Linked DNA regions of Macaca mulatta: region 1 is linked to region 2. The links are chromatin contacts, called in public Hi-C maps. All regions are on one chromosome and are shown on one strand. The core of a region is the stretch at or near the end of the contact, and the rest is flanking DNA. Distances in the headings are between cores, read along the strand shown.

Region 1 (7,476 bases), core at 4,584-7,083, 160 kb after region 2:
CACGTCTCACTACGACCCTGCAAGGTGAACCTTCCTTGCTTGCTTGCTTGATGCTTGATTTTTAAAATTGAGATATAATTCATATGCATTACCATTCACTCTTTTAAAGTGTACAATTCAGTGGTTTTTATTATATGCACAAGGTTTTGCATTCAACTCTCAGATGAGAACGCCTGTGCCCATCAGCAACCACGCTCCATCCCTCTCCCCCAGGCCCTGGCAACCACGAATCTACTTTGTAGCTCTATGAATTTGCCTATTCTAGACATTTTGTATAAAAGGAACTGTTTGGCAGGGTGCAGTGGCACGTGCCTGTAATCCCAACTCTTTGGGAGGCCCAGGCCGGTGGATTGCTTGAGCTCAGGAGTTCAAGACCAGCTTGGGCAACATGGTGAAAGTACAAGAAGTACAAAATGTAGCTGGGCGTGGTGGTGCATGCCTGTAGTCCCAACTACCTGTGGGGGCTGAGGCAGGAGGATTACTTGCGCCCAGGAAGTTGAGGCTGCAGGATTCCAGCCTGGGTGACAAAGTAAGATCCTGTCTCAAAATAATTTAAAAAATATAAAAATAAAAGGAACTCTACAATATGTAGTCTTTTGTGTCTGGCTTCTTCGATATACTGTAATGTTTTTAAGGCTTATCTATGTTGTAGCACATACCAGTACTTCATTCCTTTATATGGGTGAATAATATTCCATTATATGGCTGTTTCATGTTTTGTTTAATCTATTCATCATCAATTGATAAACCTTTGGGTCATTCCCACCTTTTCAGTATTGTGAATAATGCTGCTATAAATATTTGTGTGTAGGTTTCTGTGTGAAGACATTTTCAGTGCTGTCCCTGGATATGCCTAGGAGTGGAATTGCTGGGTCACATGGTAGATTAATGTTGAACTTTTTTTTTTTTTTTTTTTTTTTTTTGAGACAGAGTCTCGCTCTGTCTCCCAGGCTGGAGTGCGGTGGCATGATCTTGGCTCACTGCAAGCTCCGCCTCCTGGGTTCACACTATTCTCCTGCCTCAGCCTCCCAAGTAGCTGAGACTACAGGCACCTGCCACCATGCCCGGCTAATTTTTTTATTTTCAGTAGAGACAGGGTTTCACTGTGCTAGCCAGGGTGGTCTCAATCTCCTGACCTCGTGATCCACCCACCTTGGTCTCCCGAAGTGCTGGGATTTCAGGCGGGAGCCACCGCGCCCCGCCAATGTCGAACTTTTTAAAGAGTTGCCAAGTTGTTTTCCCAAACAGCCGCACGATTTTATATTTCTATCAGCAGCGTATGAGGATCTGATTACCCCCATATCTTTGTGAACATTTATTATCATTTGTTTGTTTTGTGTTTTGAGACAGGGTCTCACTCTGTCCCCCAGGCTGAAGTGCAGTGGTGTGATCATGACTATGGTCCACGATAGCCTCAACCTTCCAGGGCTCAGGTGATCCTCCCACCTCAGCCTCCCAAGTAGCTGTGACCACAGGTGCAGCCACCACACCCAACTAATTTTTGTATTTTTTGTAGAGACAGGGTCTTGCTGTGTTGCCCAGGTTGGTCTCAAACTCCTGGGCGCAACCCATCTGCCCACCTGAGTCTCTCAAAGTGCTTGGATTATAGGTATAAGCCATGGCACCTGGCGTTATCTGTCTTTGTTATTTTAGCCATCCTATTGGATATAAAGTGGTATCTCAGTGTGATTTTGATTTGCGTTTCTCTGATGATGAATATGTTGACCATATTTCCATGTGCTTATTGGCCATTTAAAAACATTTTTTTTTTCTCTAAATAGAGATGGCATTTTCCTATGTTGCCCAGACTGGTCTCGAACTGCTGACCTTAAGCAATCCATCTGCCTTGGCCTCCCAAAGTATTGGGATTACAGGCATCAGCCACCATGCCTGACCCTATAGGCCATTTGTATGTCTTCTCTGGAAAAATGCCTATTCAAATACTTTACCAGTATTTTAGTTTAGTTTAGTTTAGTTTAGTTTATTAAGATGGAGTTTCACTCTTGTTGCCCAGGCTGGAGTGCAATGGTGATCTTGGCTCACCACAACCTCCGCCTCTTGGGTTCAAGTGATTCTCCTGCCTCAGACTCGCGAGTAGCTGGGATTATAGGCACGTGCCACCACGCCCGACTAATTTTGTACTTTTAGTAGAGACGGGGTTTCTCCATGTTGGTCAGGTTGGTCTGGAACTCTCAACCTCAGGTGATCCGCCTGCCTCAGCCTCCCAAAGCGCTGGGATTACAGGCATGAGCCACTGCGCCCGGCCTTCTTTTTTTTTTTTTTTAGAGACAGGATCTTGCTCTGTTGCCCAGGCTGGAGTGCAGTGGTACAATCATAGATCATTGTAGTCTCGAATTCCTTGGCTCAAATGATCCTCCTACCTCAGCCTCCTGAGTACTTAGGACTATAGCCAGGTGGCACCATGCCTGGCTAATTTTTTTTTTTTTTGAGACGGAGTTTTGCTCTTGTTGCCCAGGCTGGAGTGCAGTGGCCCGATCTCAGCCCACTGCAACCTTGGCCTCCTGGGTTCAAGTGATTCTCCTGCCTCAGCCTCCTGAGTAGCTGGGATTATAGGTGCCTGCCACCACGCCCGGCTAATGTTTTATATTTTTAGTAGAGACGGAGTTTCGCCATGTTGGGCAGGCTGGTCTTGAACTCCTGACCTCGTGATCTGCCCGCTTGGCCTCCCAAAGTGCTAGGATTACAGGCATGAGCCACCCGCGCCCAGCCAATTTTTAAAATTTTGTAGAGATGGGGGTCTCCCTATGTTGTCTCAGCTGGTCTCAAACTCCTGCAGTGTGGTGGTTCATGCTTTGTAATCCTAGCACTTTGGAAGGCAGAGGCAGGAGGACTGCTTGAGGCCAGAAGTTTGACACCAACCTGGGCAACATAGCAAGATTCAGTCTCAACAACAAAAATAATAATAATTAAAAAAAAAAAAAAAGACAATGAAACTAAGGCAGAAAGAGGTTAAATAGTGTGCCTGAGTGGTTAAGCCCAATTCACATCCCTGAGGAAGTGCAGGTGATCAGTAAACATCTGAAAAGATGTTCAACTGCCTTAGCGGTCAAGGAGCTGAAATGTAAACACCAACAGCACTAAGGGCACTAATTTTTCCTTCATCCAGTGGGGCTAAATTTGCAAAGGCTTGGTGGTGGGGACTGATCCACACATGCCCTACTGGTGCTCCAAACTTGGGGAAAGCAATTTGGCAGAATATATTATTATTATTATTATTATTATTTGAGACGGAGTCTCGCTCTGTCACCTGGGCTGGAGTGCAGTGGCCAGATCTCAGCTCACTGCAAGCTCCGCCTCCCGGGTTTACACCATTCTCTTGCCTCAGACTCCCGAGTAGCTGGGACTACAGGCACCTGCCACCTCGCCCGGCTAGTTTTTTGTATTTTTTTAGTAGAGATGGGGTTTCACCGTATTAGCCAGGATGGTCTCGATCTCCTGACCTCATGATCCACCAGCCTCAGCCTCCCAAAGTGCTGGGATTACAGGTGTGAGGCACCGCGCCCGGCCAACATAGGGTTAAATCCTACAATGCACAACCTCCCTCAAAGAATTGTCAACCCAAGATGTCAGTTGTGCTGAAGTTGAGAAACCCTGGCATAGGGAAAGGAAAAAAAGAATAAACACCAAACTGCTAGCTTTTTCCTTACATATCTGTGCTGTTTGACTTATAATGTACATTTATTCTGACAACTAAAAAGTATCCTATAAAAATAATAGTAAGTTTATTGGGCTGGTAAAGACAATGATGAAGCAGAGGTGGCAGACTGTTCCCCAAGCCAACTGTTTCCAAAGGAGACCTGAGGGACTGGGTGTGAGTGAAGAGTGGTGGGAGGTGGAAGCAGCAGGGGATGAGCGGGATATCCGGGGAGCCTGGCCCTGACCTTGGAGCTCACTCACACAATCTAAATAATCCCAGAGTGAGGCTGAGATTTTCCTGAGTTGGATGAGGGCCTGCAAAACTTTCCTATTATTAAGCAAGCCTACTACGAGAATGAGAAGCCTAAACTCAATTTCCATTTTACAGCCTGGAGTAAACCATTTCTGGTCAGGCAGCAGGGAAACATATCAGAGCTGAATATCTCACTGGTTTGCTGAGGGGCAAGTTAGTAGGTGTTCCTCAGGAAAGGGTTTTGTGGTCAATTAAGAAGGGAAACTCTGGCTTAAACTGCAGGTAAATTAAGTAAGAGGTCTTTGCTGCAAGCCTAATCAGAGCCTTTATTATGCTAGCGTCCATCTCCAAAAGGGTGGTCATCAAATGCAGGACCTCCCTGTCTTGACCAAGTCCTTTTTCTTGAGATGATATCTTGAGACTTGGATGGCATGGAATACACTCTGGGAAATACTAACCTAGTTGAACGACAGTTTTACTGATGTAGAAATGGTGGCCCAAAGGATAAAAAGTGGCTGAACTAGCTACTTTCCAGACCAATGCTTTTTTCTCCTGCCAAACAAACACCTTAACCACAGTTGCAAATTAACTATAGATCCTTGGGGAACATTCCTCAGAATTTTTCCCCAATTCAATTTGGAGGGGTTGCAGTGGAGGTGAGGGAGAAGGGAGTAACAGTGAAGCCATTCAAAGCAAAAATAATCTTTAAAAAATTTTGGCCTTAGAATACAGGTTTTTTTTTTAATTGGTGGAGGGGGCACCCAGGAAGACCAGACGTGCTCCTGTGAAGCAATGCTCCACCACATCCTTTTGAAAATATCATAGCCTGCATGAGACAGGTGGGAGCACCTGAGCCTTCAATTCTCCCCAAGTTGCCTCCAGTGGATCTCACTGGGCCAGGAGAAGCCCTATAAACTGGTTTTGTATATTTTATACAAGAAGTAAATTTACTAAAATTCCTGGACCCTACTATATACCAGACCTCTGCAAGGCATTGAAGATTCAATGATGAGCATAATTCCCACTGGAACGGGATTTTCTATCTGGTAGGGAAACTCAGATACCGCATGCAGCCGGCCTGTCACAGGGCTATACTGACTAAAGCTCACCCCAAGAAATTTGCACATCTTAGCCTGGCGGCAACAGCAAGCTGTGGACGGACGACGTTTTCCGTTTCAAACACGGAACTCAAACCAGTCACAGCAGGCTGACTGACTCCATTTCCTATTATCAATTCCCCTTCCTGCTCCTCCTCCCTTGGGAGCCTCGAAAAAGAGTGGCCACTTCCTCCACATCACCAGGGCCTTGGTCCTGGTAGGGGGTCCCGCCCCCGGCCCTGTCCTCCTCCCCAGGCCGGGAGCTCCGCGCCTCCCACACACAGTACAACTCTAAATAACAGGAAAGTGGGCCAGGACTGCAGGTAGGTCCCGTCCAATGCGACACGCTCGCGACGGCTCACTCCCTGCCACGAGAACCAGCCCTGCCACTAACCAGCCTAGTAAGGAACGCAGCGATCTTTAGGATCCCACTTCTAAATTCAAATCATTTGGGTTTCACTAAGTCTCCTGACAGACGGGGACTTCATGACTTCCATCAGCAGCCTCCACGTTTGCAGAACACGGACTACCGGGCCACACACGTAGGAACTCCAGTGCTGTGCAGCCGCTGAGCTCCAGGGACCAAAACAACTTTCCCACCTCCCAGCTTTACTAAAGAGCAAACCCGCCCCCAAGCCTCAGCCGCTGCGCGGTGCAGGAAGAGGCCGAGCTGGGCATGCGCAGTTTCCGTCCCCGCCACCGTCGTGGGAGTGGGCGGGCTGGAGGGCTGGGAGGAAGCGGAAAGCTGACCGGGAGGCGAAAGAAGCCCGCCCCCGGAAGTTCCTCCTGTCTCCGCAGCTTGTTCCCGGAACTGCTGCTGTTAGTCGAGGACGCGATGGCTTCAAGGTTACTTCGCGGAGCAGGAGCGCTGGCCGCGCAGGCCCTGAGGGCTCGCGGCCCCAGTGGCGTGGCTGCGGTGCGCTCCATGGCATCTGGAGGTACTCGGCTCGCCGGGCGTGCCAGGGACCAGACTGTTGCCCTCCCAGGGTGGTCCCAGGGCGGCCAAGCGGGGCTTGCCGTGCAGCTTCTCGAGGTCCCAGTGGCCGCTTACGGCCCCGAGTGCCTCAGGTTCTGCAGGCATCTCCCTGTAATTCTGGACCGCTGCTCCTGCCGCCCCCCGAACTGACTCCGCTGCGAAAGTATCCTAAATGAGGTGCCGGGTGACCTTGGGAGGGACCGAGACTGCCACCGGGATGGGGAGGGGTCCGGCCGCCTTTCAAACCTGCGCCCACCTCAAGCCGAGTGGGTTCTACGTGCCTTTAGACAAATGTCGACAAATTGGCCTCGGTGGTTGGAGAAAGAAAAGCTCCTAGGCCAGGCGCCGTGGCTCACAACTGTAATCCCAGCACTTTGGGAGGCTGAGGCGGGCAGATCACCTGAGGTCAGGAGTTCAAGACCAGCCTGGCCAACATGGTGAAACCCCGTCATTACTAATAATACAAAAATTAGCCGGGCATGGTGGCGCGCGCCTGTAATCCCAGCTACTCGAGAGGCTGAGGCAGGAGAATCGCTTAAACCCGGGAGGCGGAGGTTCCAGTGAGCCAACATCGCGCCATTGCACTCCAGCCTGGGCAACAAGAGCAAAACTCCGTCTCAAAAAACAACAAAAACAAAAACAAAACTTCCCCCAGTGCTGTTGCTTGTGTGGATCAAGACTTGGTGATTCTTGGGGGACCATGGATATGAGTAGCCTTTAGGAGCTTGTGAGCCCACTAAAACTTATACAGAAGTTTCAGGGCGACATTTTCCTTGATCATTTCTGTTTGTAATTTTTCTGAGAGTCATTTCGGTCAGCGTCGTAATTCACGTGTCTTCTTTTAGGTGGTATTCCCACCGATGACGAGCAGGCGACTGGGTTGGAGAGGGAGGTCATGCTGGCTGCAAGGAAGGGACTGGTAAGGAGAAACTCCCTTCTGTGTCTTCTGTGGAACTTATATGGCCTTGGATGTGTTCATAGTAGTCTCATCTCTGGGAGTATTTGATCCAGGAAACTTGGCTTGTAGGAACAGTCCCCTGAGCTTCTGAAAGGTAGGGCTTATTTGGCATAATGGTTCAATTCTTGTTTTTTTTTTTTCAGGACCCATACAATATACTGCCCCCAAAGGGAGCTTCAGGCACCAAGGAAGACCCTAATTTAGTTCCCTCCATCACCAACAAGAGAATAGTGGGCTGCATCTGTAAGTACCTCACCTCTATTTTTTATCCACTTGCTTAATATATCCTACAATACAGGAGTCTATAAGCTAACTCAGATCTTCAGTGTGTGAGTGCATGTTGGTAAGTTTCTGTCAGGGTCTTGACGCTCTCAAGCCTCATTATGCCTGATAGTTCATCCTTACTGGAAAGAAGCGTGGCACAGCAGTAAGACTGGCTCACTGGGATTGCGGCATGAAGGAGTACCCACCCAGCAAATATTTATTGTTGTACTGCTTCTATGCCAGGCATCATTTTAGACACTAGGAATACCTA
Region 2 (6,872 bases), core at 1,117-3,616:
TCACTTGAACCTGGGAGGCAGAGGTTGCAGTGAGCCGAGATTGCGCCACTGCACTCCAGCCTGGATGACAAGAGCAAAACTCAGTCTCAAAAAGAAAAGTAAATTTTTTATAAAATGTATTAAAGTTAATATTATTTGTAGGAGAGGTGATATTCCTAAAGAACATGTACCTTTTCTTTTGTTAAGATAGTTTTTTTTTTTGTTTTTTGTTTTTACTTTAAAAATAAATTTTATTGCATATATGAGTTTTACAACACAATGTTATGGGATACATATGGGCAGTAAAAGGGTTACTACAGCGAAGCAGATTAACAAATCTCTAGTGAAGTGGATCCACAAATCTCACACAGTTTCTTTTATTGGTGACAAAAGTACCTAAAATTGGCTTATCAAACACACTCTTGCCATTAATGTTTTAAAGAATGTATTTGTTTGTCTTCACAAAAAAAATGAGGAAATTATTTGCAGTAAAAATTGGTTTTTATGAAAGCAAGATGCCGGGCGCGGTGGTTCACGCCTGTAATCCCAGCACTTTGGGAGGCCAAGGCAGGCGGATCATGAGGTCAGGAGTTCTGAGACCAGCCTGACCAATATGGTGAAACCCATCTTTACTAAAAATACAAAAACTAGCCGGGCATGGTAGCACACGCCTGTAATCCCAGATACTCAGGAGAGTAGAAAAATCAATTGAACCCAGGAGGCGGAGGTTGCAGCGAGCCAAGACTGCGCTACTGCTCCCCAGCCTGAACAAAAGAGGGAGATTCTGTCTCAAAAAAACAAAACAAACAAGCACGATGATGGATACATCAGAGTAACTGGCCTAACTTTGGATAATGCAATGTTTACTTCTTAACAGCACTATTGACATTTATGGGCCGGATGATTACTGTAGGGAGCTGTCCTGTGCGTTGTACCATGTATATAGCATCCCTTGTCTCTACCTACTACACACCTGTAGCACCCTCCCGCCTGTGATAACTCAAAATGTCTCCAGACATTCCCCAAGTCCCTTAAAGGGCAGAACTGTCCCCAGTTGAGAACTACGGTGTTTAGGGAGGGTTTCTGAGGAGATGCCATTGGAGCTGGGATCTGAAGAAAAGCATCAGCTAGCTTAACGGCTGTAGGAAGTTCATTCGAAGGAGACGGGACAAGAAGTCCAATGGCCTTCACTCAGGAAAAGGTCTTGCATATTTGAGACACCAAAACAAGACTAGTGTGGCTGCGGCGTAGTGATTGGGAGAAGAAAAGCACGAGAAATAAAATGAGGGAGAGAAGTAGAGGCGGCAGGGGTGGGTCTACAGAGCTTTGTAGGCCATAACAAGGAATGATCTGATTTCTAATATTCAAAAAGCCGCTCTGGCTGCTATGTGAGAGTAGGAAACCCTGTAGGAGGGCAATCGTGGGGGCGGAAAGACCCTCTTGAGGCAACCACTTCGGCAGTGCAGAGGACAGTGGTGGGAGGGGCGGAGGGAAGTGGGCAGGTGCCAGAACCATGGTAAAGGAAGGGTTCCATGAGAATGCTTGCACAGCAGTGGCAATCGAGGGCTGCATCCGCACGGGTAGCCGACACAGCACAAGTAGCACAATGGCTCCCAACACTCAGAAGAAGCACCTTGCTTTCCCGCCTTCCTCCGTTCCTATTGCCACCATAATCTCTGTATAATCTGGGCCAAACGTGTTATCTCTCTGGGTCCCACAGATGAGATACCGTGCCCTGCCTCGAAGGATACCCGTGCGAAGTTCTTGCCATCTCTAAAGCATGCAGGCTGCCTGGCACCCGGGGCCAAACAAGGGCCAGTGCCCTCCTTCACCGCGCAGCCCCCAGGCCTGCAGCCCCTCGGGGGGTGCAATGCCCCAGTGCAGATTCTGCCCCCCGGCCCCTCTCTCCCACACCTGAGCAGGCTTGCGTCTCCCAGGGGAGGGCGTCTCCCAGGGGAGGTCGTCCCCCGCCACTCGGGAGGGTTTTGGAAACCAGTGTCTCGGCTTCCCCGCCGCCCGCGAAACAGGTGTCTGCTGGCTGAGCTAGTGAGAGGCCCTGGCAGGCTCTCAGTACGCGGGAACCACGAGTCCCGCCCGCCCTCCCGCACCAGGCCCCACGCTCTCGGGGCCCAGTTCACCCGCCTCTCCTCGGCCCCGCGCCTCCTCCTTGGGCCGGGGCCTGGGGAGAGCCACCAGGGCCGCGCGGCCGCCTCACCCCTCTCGAAGTCCATCTCCTCCAGCGTCTGCTGTACGCCGAGCACCGCGCTGGGCTGCGAGCAGCAGGGCCCATCCGCGCAGGGCCTCGGCGTCGCCATCACGGCCCCGGCGCCAGCCGACCTACCCCGGGTCTCACGCGCGGCCTCGGCGGGAGGGGCGGACGCAGGGCCCGCCCCGCGTCCCGGATCTGGCTGCTTGGCGTCCGCGGCTGTCGTCCTAGTCCCGCCTCCTCACCAAAACCTACCAATCAAACGCCTAGGCCTTAGCTCGAGAACCAATTGCAGAGGTAGGGCGGGGCTTGTTGCGCCGGGCCATGCCCCGAGGCGGCCGCGCGAGGGCGTCAGAGGCTAAGCGGAGGCGCTGGGTTCCGGGAGCTGCGCGCCTCGGGAGGGCCTTTAGGCCGCCTGGCCTTGCCGGGTGTGGGGATGAGGCGGCTGGGTCCGGTCGGGAGCTTTCCAGTTACCTTCACCATGACCCAGCCCTCCAGCGACCTCTCTGGCTCCTCTCTTTACCGCCTCTAGTCCCGCCGGGCCGCTAGGGCAGGGAGGCGCCACACGCTCTGCGGTCTCTTTTTTTTTTTTGAGACCGAGTCTGGCTCTGTCACCCAGGCTGGAGTGCAGTGGCGCGATCTCGGATCACTGCAGCCTCCGCCTCCCGGGTTCAAGCGATTCTCCTGCGTCATACTCCTGAGTAGCTGGGATTACAAGCGCCCGCCACCACGCCTGGCTAATTTTTTGTATTTTTAGTAGAGACGGGGTTTCACCGTGTTAGCCAGGGTGGTCTCGATCTCTTGACCTCGTGATCCGCCCGCCTCGGCCTCCCGGAGTGCTGGGATTACAGGCGTGAACCATCGCGCCGGGGCGCGCTCCGCGGTCTTTACCCCCTCTTCCTGGCACCACCCTGGGCCAAGGCCGATTGCCCCCGAGGCAGCGGCAAAGTGACGGCTGGAAAGGTCTCGTCCCCGTACCCCGCTCTTCCTTACAAGTCCAGCAAGGGGCTGGTGGTGGCTACAACTTCTCCTGCTTGTAGCTCTACCTCAAGGGCAGGGGCAGGGCCTTGGTTTGTGTAGAACCCCCTGGCCCCACAGTGGGCGCCGAGTTTACCGAATCGGTCTTCACGATCAAAACCCTCTGGGCGGCCGTCTGCAGACCGTGAACCCGCGCAGCGTGCTCCTCAGCAGACCCCAGCCTTCTCAATTCCCAGTTAAAACCCAGGCAGCTGCCTGCTCACGCCACGATCAAGTGTACAGGGGAGACCTCACTTCCACGGCCTGACTGGTTTAGAAAGGGTGCACGAGCAACAGAATGCAGGTTGGGTTCTGTGCCAGTCCCTCTCCAGGACAGTGGTCTGGTGCACACTGGGTGTAAATTCCTTCCCCCCCCCCAGTTGGGGCACTGAAGACCCTAAGCATTCGTGGTGGGTAGAAGGCTGGAAGTCATTTCTCCTCCCCTAAGCGGGTTGAGAACCCCATCCTCACACAAACAACGATCTCATCTCCACAACCTTCCACTCCTTTGGCCCCTCACTCCCACTAACCGTCCTGAGTTCTGGGAAGGCACCCCCGCCCCCCAACTCCACTTCTCCCCTGGACTCCCAGTGCCCTGACTTCTCCTTCTGGCCAGAAGCCAAAGCTGGCTCCCAAGGGGCTGTGGCCATGGTCTGGTTCCCAGCGCCGCAGCCACCACTGTGGGAAAACACTGGAGCTGGGCTGTTCCCTCCCACAGGCAGGCAGGCAGGGACCACAAAAGTGGTGGCCGCCCTGGGACTGTGGGGGAGGTCCTGTCCAGCCTCCCTCCACCCAGAGAGCTTTCCCTCTCGGTACCCAGAAGGGCTTTAGCCCAAACATCTTAGCCCCATCACAGAAATCGTTTCATTTTCTCCATTTTATTTGTCAATATAAAAATACTCAAATATTTACAACAAATAAATACGCGGGGACACAATAAGTTACACCGTTGGGAGCCCCCCTCCTAGGGCTGGAAGAGAGTATGCCATTATCCACAGCAGTCCCACCCTCTCTCCCCTCACACAGCCTTTCCCAGCCCTGTACAGGAAGAAGGCAAATATAAAATACCACTGAACCCCAGGGCCAAGTGGGAGGCCCCACCCACCCTTCCCCCAAAACACACAGGAGGCTCCATCTCCCTCCCCCCACCCTGAAAACATTCACAGCCCTAGGAGCAGGACTAGGCCCACCCCGAGCCCTGCACTCCCCCTGAAGGGGCACAGCACCCTGCCCACCCCACCCCCATATGTACATCGCTGCCCGACATTCGGGACAGTGGGGGTAGGAGAGGCAAAGTGATACGACCCCTTCCCCTTCATAGCTCCAATGACTCACCAGGAGGACCCAGGCCAAGGGAAGACTTGACAGAAACAGGAAGGCTATACCACAAGCGCGCACGCACGTGCACACACACACACAGACACACAAACACACGTGCAAATACGGACAAACACCCATCTTGACATTTCTGCCTTGAAAAGTTTTGGCGGCTGGGGTCCCGCGTGTCTGTGATTCACAGAGAGGAAGATGCCTCCTGCGAGGCTGGTGCCCTGGTGAGCCACACCAAGTGGCAGTGCCCGTGCTGAGCAGAGCAGGTCCTCATGGCCGGGTGGGTGCTGGGCAGTATCCGTCCCAGACAGAGCAGGTGCCCATGCCATGTCCCTGAGGTAGCTGGTGCCTGTGCAAAAGTAGGAGCTACACCTCCCACGCTTCCCGCCGACGCGGTGGGGGTTTCCCCTCATACTGATGACTCCTCGGGGTTGGAGTCGGGCAGTGGCTGGCGTTGCTGCAGTTTGCGTCTCAGTTCATCCGCAAGCTCAGGCAGGGGGTGCCCGAGCCCTCCCCGGTCCTCCCCTCCTAGTTGTAAGCGCACGTAACCATTGGCATTTGAGTTCCGCCCACCCCCCAAGTGAAGCCGAGTTGGAGAAGGCAGAGGCTGGCCTGGGATGCCTGGAGGTGGTGAAGGGGGGCCCCCGCCGGGCTGGCACCGGGCATGCCCAGGTACTATCTTAAGGGAGCCATCTGAATAGTAGTAACCGACAGGATCCCAAAGTTTCTCATCTGGTTCAGGACAGGGCCGGAAGGGGGGACTGGTGGGCTCCTTGGGCAGCTCCAGGGGGTACACCAGGGTCCTCTCAGTAGCCTTGGCCCCTTTCTCCAGCTCTTCCCGCAGCCGCCGGCGCAGTGACAGCACCAGCAGCAGCAGCACCAGGCACACGGCCCCCAGGGCCACCACCGCCAGCCACACCAGCCCCAGGTTTTCCAGGGGGGCCCGGGCCTCCAAGGTCACCGACGGGCCTGCCACGACAGCCACAAGGTAGCCTTCAGCAGCTAGCCGCGCCCCCTGCTCCTCTGAAAAGCAGTGGTAGGCCCCAGCGTGGCGGGGCTGGGCGGCCATCACAACTAGGGCCTGGAGCCGGGCATCGTAGAGGAAAGAGCCGGGCTGTTCCGCAGGCAGGTCCCGGCCCCCAAAGGTCCAGCGGGCATGGGCCAAGTTGGAGGAGAGGTGGCAGGGCAGCACCAGGTCTGTGCCCGCCACCACCGTGATGTTTTTGGGAGTGGCCCTGACTGTAGTGGCAGAGAAAAAGAGAGTGCATGTTAGTACAGGAAAGCGGGGCTAGGGAAGAGGAGAACAGAAACTCCAGCTCTGGTCCGGGCTCAGCCCGATGCGAGGGGAATGAAAAAGCTCACCTTTCTTACTGCCTCGGAGGTTGCAGATGCCTGAAGTGTCCGAGATCATCACGTGCTGGATCAGCAGAGATCTGGTAGGGGATGGAGGGTACATCAGCAGCCTGGCTCCAACCACCCTGAGTCCCTGCTGGTCCTGGTCTATGTAGAGCCCAACTCACCCAGAGTGGCCACCCACGGCCACACAGCGGCTGGTGTTGACGCTCCAGGCACAATAGGGGTCCCGGGCGAGGACACAGTCTGCACAGGAGCGGTACTTCATGCAGTCGGCCAGGGGCAGCTGCACCAGCTGAGAGCGGGAGCCGGCAAAGAGCAGCTTCTGCGAGAGAAGCGGGGCGCAGAAGGGGGGTCAGCCAGGGCCACACCGTGGGAGGGGCGGCCGGACCAGAACGCAGCACGGGGACAGCTTGGACTTCTGCAGGGGGCACAGGACGGGGCACCAGAAGGAGGAACAAGGGAACGAGGCAGAGCTGTAGTGCTGAAAAGGGAACTCTAAGAACTGCAGAACGCAAAGGGCTTACGCAGGCCAGATGCAATCCTAAGCCCCTTAGAGACGTGACCTTATTAGAAAGAGATGTGGGGCTGTGAGGCCAAAAAGTATAATCATACACACTCACACACATTAGTGCGGGAAATACATTTCTCTCAAGGCCCATCAGCCCTCACGACAGCAGCAGCATAACATAAGATGTTTTCCTGTTTCAACAGTGGATGCCAATCTGTGGGTTTCTTCAACCACACACTTTCTTTCTGCCATTATTCCATGTTCTGGGGGACAATTTTGAGTCACAATAGGTGGTAAAAGGCAAACAAATCAAAGTTCAGGAGGTGTAGTAAACATGCCACAAGAGTATTGCACAAGGCAACTGGGCACAGCAGGTCATGCCTGGAATCCAAGCACTTTGGGAGGCTGAGGTGGGCAAATCTCCAACTTGAGGTTAGGAGTTCAAGACCAGTCTGGCCAACATGGTAAAACCTTGTC

Evidence for each region. A called contact is a pair of places that touch in the nucleus more often than the background predicts.
Region 1: a Hi-C map of liver shows a contact between it and region 2, with 2.7 times the contacts expected there. The contact joins the promoter of COX5B here to the promoter of ANKRD39 in region 2. A contact is called at or near these places in 2 of 14 Hi-C or Micro-C datasets (fetal cortex germinal zone and liver).

Annotation. Positions count from the first base shown.
Region 1 is chr13:5,677,590-5,685,065 of T2T-MMU8v2.0, forward strand. COX5B (cytochrome c oxidase subunit 5B) reads left to right here and starts at 5,834. Exons shown (of 4, transcript XM_001100566.5): 1 at 5,834-5,945; 2 at 6,829-6,902; 3 at 7,085-7,184. The coding sequence starts at 5,843.
Region 2 is chr13:5,524,707-5,531,578 of T2T-MMU8v2.0, forward strand. It overlaps ANKRD39 (ankyrin repeat domain 39), which reads right to left and starts at 2,367. Exons shown (of 5, transcript XM_015112915.3): 1 at 2,195-2,367. The coding sequence starts at 2,294. SEMA4C (semaphorin 4C) reads right to left here. Exons shown (of 15, transcript NM_001266458.1): 13 at 6,052-6,209; 14 at 5,894-5,964; 15 at 4,399-5,770. The coding sequence ends at 4,941.